Regions from separate parts of the Gossypium hirsutum genome. Here region 2 is linked to region 1. The links are chromatin contacts, called in public Hi-C maps. All regions are on one chromosome and are shown on one strand. Each heading gives the region's core, a stretch centred on a gene start, on an enhancer-like site or on the middle of the called end of the contact. The rest is flanking DNA. Distances are from core to core; before and after follow the strand shown. Region 1 holds the start of LOC107920036 (probable inactive purple acid phosphatase 2). Region 2 holds the start of LOC107918521 (probable WRKY transcription factor 57).

Region 1 (3,464 bases), core at 362-2,861:
TTACCAGAAATTCTACTGCATGCGGTGCTTCCTCAATCCAAAATCGAGGATGCTCGTAACGTTCTCCATATTTCGCCATTGCATGAGCCACTTTATTAGCTTCCCTCGGTATATGCTTAAAACTCAAGTCTTCTAAATCTACGTCCTTTTTCCTTAATCTCTTTAATCAAGCTGCGAACGCACGATTTATCTTCATCCGTGGCTCTCAGTTTGCGTATTATGGTTAGCGCGTCCCCTTCAAAGCATACATCCTGGAATCCCATTTCTTCCGCCAAAATAACAGCTTGCAGACACGCCCTTGCCTCAGCCATAATTGGATCTGCAATATTTTTATTTCATTATTAGTCCATTATTAGTCCATCTTTGTTTCGTGCAATGATTCCTGTGGTAGAGAAGTTTGTTGATTGATTAAAGGAGGCATCAAAATTGATTTTTATGGTGTCATTGTCAGGTGGTTCCCAGGTTAATATTCTACCATCACATGAACTCTCTAGCCTTTCCTTTGTAGTAGAAATCTCAGTGTCGTAGGCCTTAATAAAACCCACAACTTCAGTTGCTGTCTCCCGTACACCCTTACTATGGTAAGATTTAAACTTAAAATACCATAATATTTAAGTTTTTAATGTTACTATTTTAACTAAAGACTTATCTATAAATATATTTCCACACATAATTTGCAGGAGGATGTTGATTAGTAATGATTCTTGAATCAAACGGTTCAAAAACCATCTTCTAATTAGTACCCTAATTAATTCCTGATTCAATTGATCTGATATGATTTAAACAACATTAAACTAATAATCGTATAAAAAAAATTCACCGCCCCACTTTTAACAACAACAACTAAACGGTGTCATAAATTATACTTACTAATAACAAAAATTAAATTTATATCAAATTAAATTGATGTAGTATTAATACATGTAAGATTGAAAGAACATAATTTATCTATTCGTTGATCAAAACGGACTTTTTGTTATAATATATACCTACTTCAAAGTTGACACCTTCATATCCCGACTTTCACTTCTCTCATATTCTAGAGGTTCCTTCCTTCTCCCAATCCTCATATATCAAAATTTCAAAATTTTATTTAAAAACAGTATGTTATTTTTAAATTAAAAAAATTAAATACAATTATTTTAATATATGAAAATTTAAAATTATAAAAAAATTGAAGTAAACTTCTTTCTTAGGAATTTTGATTGAGTTTAAATCCTGAAATCATCAGAATATCACTCTCGACCTGAACAGGACTAGACTCAACCAGATTATAAAATGAAGGGCAACGTTATAAAATTCCTTTTAAACCTACAAACTAGTTTTAATATTGATACTTTCTTTTCAATAATACAAAAATATAAATTTATAATTCCACTCTCAAGTTTTTAATATTTAAAAAGATAATATATTATGTCTTAAAAAAATATTCAACACTCACTTTCTAAATTTTTAAAAGATAACTAGCATACTAAAATAATAAATTTAAATATTTTAAACAATATGATTTTAAATTTTAAAAATAACATAATATTTTTAAATATAAATGGACTAAATTGAAAATTTGATAAACTTTTAGAGACCAATTATGATATTATTACATGTTTTTTATATGAGTATATGGACAAATGTGGCACGCAATTAGAATCTTCCTCATCCTTTATTCAAAGCCCATACTTTTCTCTCTTTCCCCAAAAAAGGCCCATACTAGTTTCTTTCTCTTTTATTGCAATCCTCAACTTGATTAACTTCCGTTACCCGCCATGAATTTGATCTTGCTCTTCTTCTTCCTTTCTTTAATCTCTCAAGTCCCATCCGAACCCATCCTCACCGTCAACCCCAAAACTCTTTCTAAATCGGGTGATTCGGTTCACATCCAATGGTCCGGCATCGAGTCACCGTCCAAGCTCGACTGGCTCGGCCTCTACTCGCCCCCCGACTCCCCCCATCACAACTTCATCGGTTACAAGTTCCTTTCATCTTCTTCCTCAACTTGGGAATCTGGAGCGGGCTCCATTTCTCTCCCCCTCACCTTCCTCCGCTCTAACTACACCTTCCGGATCTTCCGCTGGACCGAATCCGAGGTCAACCCGGAAATCCACGACCAGGATCATAATCCCCTCCCGGGCACGAAGCACTTGTTGGCGGAATCCGAGACGGTGGGTTTCGAATTGGGTCGTGGGCCGGAGCAGATCCACTTGGCGTTGACCGGTCGGGAAGGGGAGATGCGGGTGATGTTCGTTGCGGAGGACCCAGAGGAGAGGCAGGTGAGGTACGGAGAGAAGGAAGGAGAGTGGGAAGGTGACGTGGCGGTGGCACGTGTGGGGAGGTACGAGAGGGAAGACATGTGTCACGCGCCGGCCAATGAGAGCGTTGGTTGGAGAGATCCTGGTTGGATATTTGACGCTGTCATGTCGGGTTTAAAGGGTGGGGTGAAATACTATTATCAGGTAATTAAATGCTAAATTTGGAGATGTTTTGAACTACATTTTGTTCCAACTAAAAAACGCCTTCCTCATTCAAATGGTTGTGCTAAAATGCTGAGCTCCTTGTCTTGAATTACAATTTCCTTTTTATCATGTTACATCTATAACCATAATAATATTTGAAGTAGATATGCTTTATGCTTATTGTTGTCATAGATGAAGAGTAAAATAAAACATAAAAAATTAGTTTTATGACAAGCATGACATTTATAATAAATGTTGTTATAGAAAGAGCTTAGTCATGATGAAGGAGAGGGTGGACCTAGGTTTGAAGTTTGAATCTTTGATCTAGTGCTATGGTCATGGGACCATTGGCCTGCAGCATATTGTGTATCTGCTCAAAGTTTTCTTTTTGTCGATAAGCTGTGTAGTGCACACACTTATGCATTTAAAGATTTTCTTTTCCTTTTCAATGTGGACTCGGGCAGTTATGAGTGGCACTAATACCTCTTGTCATGGAGCTATTGCTTTCTTCCCAAACATGTTTGATAGGATAGGATGTGTAGCATATCTGCTTTTATATATATATATATCCAAAAAGACCTTTCCTTCCTTTCTGAGGTGGAATTAGTATCCTTTGCCTACTTAGTGACACTATCAGTAGGTGGCTAGTTACCAATTCAAGTTAATTCATATGATATGTTGAGTCTGATTCATCTATTTTTTATCATGTTAACTTCAAGTACACGTTGTTTCCTTGTTACATGGCAGGACTAAGGAAAGGTATTGAAGCATTTTTTTCGCTCAAGACATTGTTGTACTTTCAATTAAACTTTCATGGTTAATTTAGCTCTGGTTTGCACATTCTAACAGGTTGGAAGTGAGTCTAAAGGTTGGAGCACGACACGTAGCTTTGTGTCATGGGACAAAAGTTCAAACGAAACAATAGCCTTCCTATTTGGAGACATGGGGACTGCTACACCCTACTTAACCTTTAGTCGCACACAAGATGAAAGCATATCAACCATTAAGTGGATC
Region 2 (3,464 bases), core at 716-3,215, 140 kb after region 1:
AACAAATTATAATGTTTTCTTCTTATTGAGGCTGAAGCCTTTGTTCATATTGACAGGATTTTTCCTTTACAGTCAACAATAGGTATTTGTTGTATCTTTTTTTTTCTCCCGAATTATATAATATCTAAATACCTTTCATTTAAGCCCAATTCAACTTTTATATCAATGTCATTTCATTCAAGAATTATTAAGTATATATACAAGTATTTATAACACAATTAATCAACATTTATAATAATTATAAACTGTATGAACTTACCTAGGATAAACACAACAACAACAACAACAACAACAAAGAGTTAGGGACTAATATGCAATTTCTCATTTTCCTCGATTATCTTCATATTGACTCAATTCCCAGTCTATAATAATTCATTATGATTTATCAATTCCAATTACCTTATACCATTCTATTATAAGCATAAATCAGTTCACTTTCACTTTTTTGAATTTTCCCTAAATTTTTGTATTTTATTTAATTTAGTCCTTAAAACCGAAATAGCTATATCTTTCAAATTTAAGCTTTGATTTACAATCCAATTTCAATTACCTCTTTCTACAGCCCTTTATTATCCATAATTACATAAATTTATCCTTAATTTTGAAATATTTACACTTTAGTCCATATGTTAAAAATTAACAATTAAACTTTACAAATTAGTTTTTTTCATATCTAAGCTTAAAATCTAACCAAATAACACCAATAACTTCAAGCATTCATCAATGGAAATATTTTGAAACTTTGGCAGTTTCGAAAATAAAACACGGATTAGCTAAATCGAGCTACCACAACCTTAAAAACGTAAAAGTTACAATAAACGAACTTGTATACTTACCTATTTTGAAGGACCGAAGTTCAAACGATCAAAACCCCAATTTTTCTTTCTTGTTTTCGTGGAGAAGACGAGCGGAGAAGGAAGAAATAATAATGTGTTTCTTTTTCTTTTGGTAAATATAATGTGTTTCTTTTTTATTTTTACTTATATGCCTAGTTTTGTACTTAATTAATCTAATTGAATTTAATAAATCTTAATTAATCAATTAAGCGGGTGACAAACAACAACCACTACCGTTTGACATTATTAGAAGGGTCCAATTGCTCAATCGGTCCTTCAATTAATTATAATTTCATAGTAATTAATTTTTACCTCTTTTACAATTTAGTATTTGTACCTTAATTAGTCACTAATTCGAAAAAATTACTTATTCAAAATTCAATTTACCTATATAATAACTCCGTAAATATTTACGTGCTTGGTTTGCGGAAATGAGGTCGCAATATCTCTTATTTCGACACCACTGACTTTAGGGTCATTGCGCTAGTACTTCAATTAATTATCATTTCAATAAAATTTCTAAACCAAAATTCAATATAATTCAAAATAAACTCGTAAATATTATTATCAATAGTTGGAAATGGGGTTCCAAAACTACCGTTTTTCAACACCATTGATAATTGGGCTGTTACATCAGTGAGAATAATTCAACAATCATTTTGTAAATTTTTAAAGTTGAGTGACTAAAACATAGACTTACTAATAGTTTAATGAACTTAAATGTAATTTACCCTAAAATAATTGATTGGGACTTTGAGTATCAGGTTTGTGAAAATTATTTTCGATAGATGAGTTTAATTAATTAAAATTTATCCTATAATGATTTATTCTCATTAAAATAATGGATATAGTTACTTGCAACTTCAAAAATAAAATAAATTAACATTCAACATCTATTGAATGGAATAAACTGGATGTCCTTCAAAAAAAAATCCCACGAATCTCATGTATAGATAAAATAATACTGAAAAATTTTATTTTTATTTTATTGAAAATTAGAATTAATTCAAATTTAAATTTAAAATTAAATAAAATTCAAGGTATATCTCAAATATCTGAGAACGATTAAGGGAAAAAATAACATTAAAAAAAGCATTGCCAAGAGAGGGAAAAAAACATGGTGCGTCCTTATGTCGGAAAGTATCTCTTCTATTTTTCTCTTCATTCATGCGCGTGGGCCCACGCACACCCGCTTCCCTTGCTCTTCATCTTCTTTCTCCTCCTTTGCTTAAATATCAACCTCCCGTCACTATTTTCAGTTGACGCCGATTTTTCTAAACTTATCTTTTTTCTGTTCTCCCCCAATCTCTCTTACTCGCGCGTTCTTTTCAGTTTCCTTTTTTTTCTTTCTCTTTTTCTGTTTGGACGACGGGAAAAAATAACTAGCCAAAAACCCTAGCTCTCTCTCCTTCATTCCTTTTTTTGTTTTATTTTCTCTCTACGTTTTCTTTTAGATTTCATTTGGACGTGCTTTGAATCCTGTTATTTTCTTTGTATGTTCTATTCTTTTTTTGGATGAAGGTTTAGAGGATGGAAGATAAAGAGGGGCTTGATCCAGCTGGGACTGAGTTTAAATCCGATTCGAGCTCGAGCTGGACACTTGCTGGACCTGACTCAGTCTCGGATAGCATCAATTACTTCTTCGATAGGGAAAGCAGTATACTGAGTGAGTTTGGTTGGAATATTCTACAACTGGACCATGCCGATGAGATTGAAAGGTTCGGTGAACTAGACCGAACCGACGCCAGTCGTGGTTTGGCGGGAAATTTTAGCGGCTCGCAATCGCAAAGCTGTGGTGCAGCTGGTGGTTCGTGTTCAGGGGCAGCGTCGAATCCGGTCGGGTCAGCTGAAGTGCCGACATCGAATCCGTCGGTGTCGTCGAGCTCCAGCGAGGATCCGCCGGAGAAATCTACGGGCTTCGGCGGGAAACCGCCTGAGATACCGTGAGTACTAGTGAACCAATGATGAAAGTTAAAAAATAATTTTAAAAACCTTTATCTTTTGTTGTTTTGTGCTACTTTATGAGACTGAGTTGTAATTAAGTACGACTTCGGTGGGCAAAAATGACAGATGGTAATAAAAGCCACCGTATCAAAAGTCATGCAAATTTCGGTGTCCGTACAGTGAAACTGCATAAAATAAATATAACAACCTCGTTTCATGCAAGTTGGGGAAGAAGGGTTGAGGCAGTTTCGTAAATTTAGGGAAATAATTGGTCCAATTAAGGCAAATAGAGAGGGCGAAAAATAAAAGCGACTTTTTGCCTATTAACGAAGTGGCCTTCAACACCGCCGTTATTGCGGCGGCAATGGCGTGCTTTGCTTTGAGAAATCTTTTTTTTTTTTTACGGCAAAAAGCGGAAATATAGCTGGGAAAATCCTCTTTAATCTTAGATACTGCAAATTAGAATAATTTAGGAACATGTTCCTTTTTTTTGGTATGAAGTCTGTCTTTTGTTCTGAATTCATCCCCTCTCTGAAGCAATATATACTGAGATGTGTTTTCATTGTTTCAGGAATTGGGAAATGCAGTTTATAGTTTTACTTACTGCCTGTTCATGCATTCTTAAAAAAGAAATAGAAAAACTATAACTTTATTTATTGACATTTAGTAGCATTTAGATTCATA

Evidence for each region. A called contact is a pair of places that touch in the nucleus more often than the background predicts.
Region 2: a contact with region 1 is called in a Hi-C map of leaf, with 1.7 times the contacts expected there. The contact joins the promoter of LOC107918521 here to the promoter of LOC107920036 in region 1. A contact is called at or near these places in 5 of 34 Hi-C or Micro-C datasets (callus and leaf).

The regions. Positions count from the first base shown.
Region 1 is chrD13:15,770,989-15,774,452 of Gossypium_hirsutum_v2.1, forward strand. LOC107920036 (probable inactive purple acid phosphatase 2) reads left to right here and starts at 1,612. Exons shown (of 2, transcript XM_016849531.2): 1 at 1,612-2,450; 2 at 3,300-3,464. The coding sequence starts at 1,764.
Region 2 is chrD13:15,915,385-15,918,848 of Gossypium_hirsutum_v2.1, forward strand. LOC107918521 (probable WRKY transcription factor 57) reads left to right here and starts at 1,966. Exons shown (of 5, transcript XR_005922771.1): 1 at 1,966-2,779.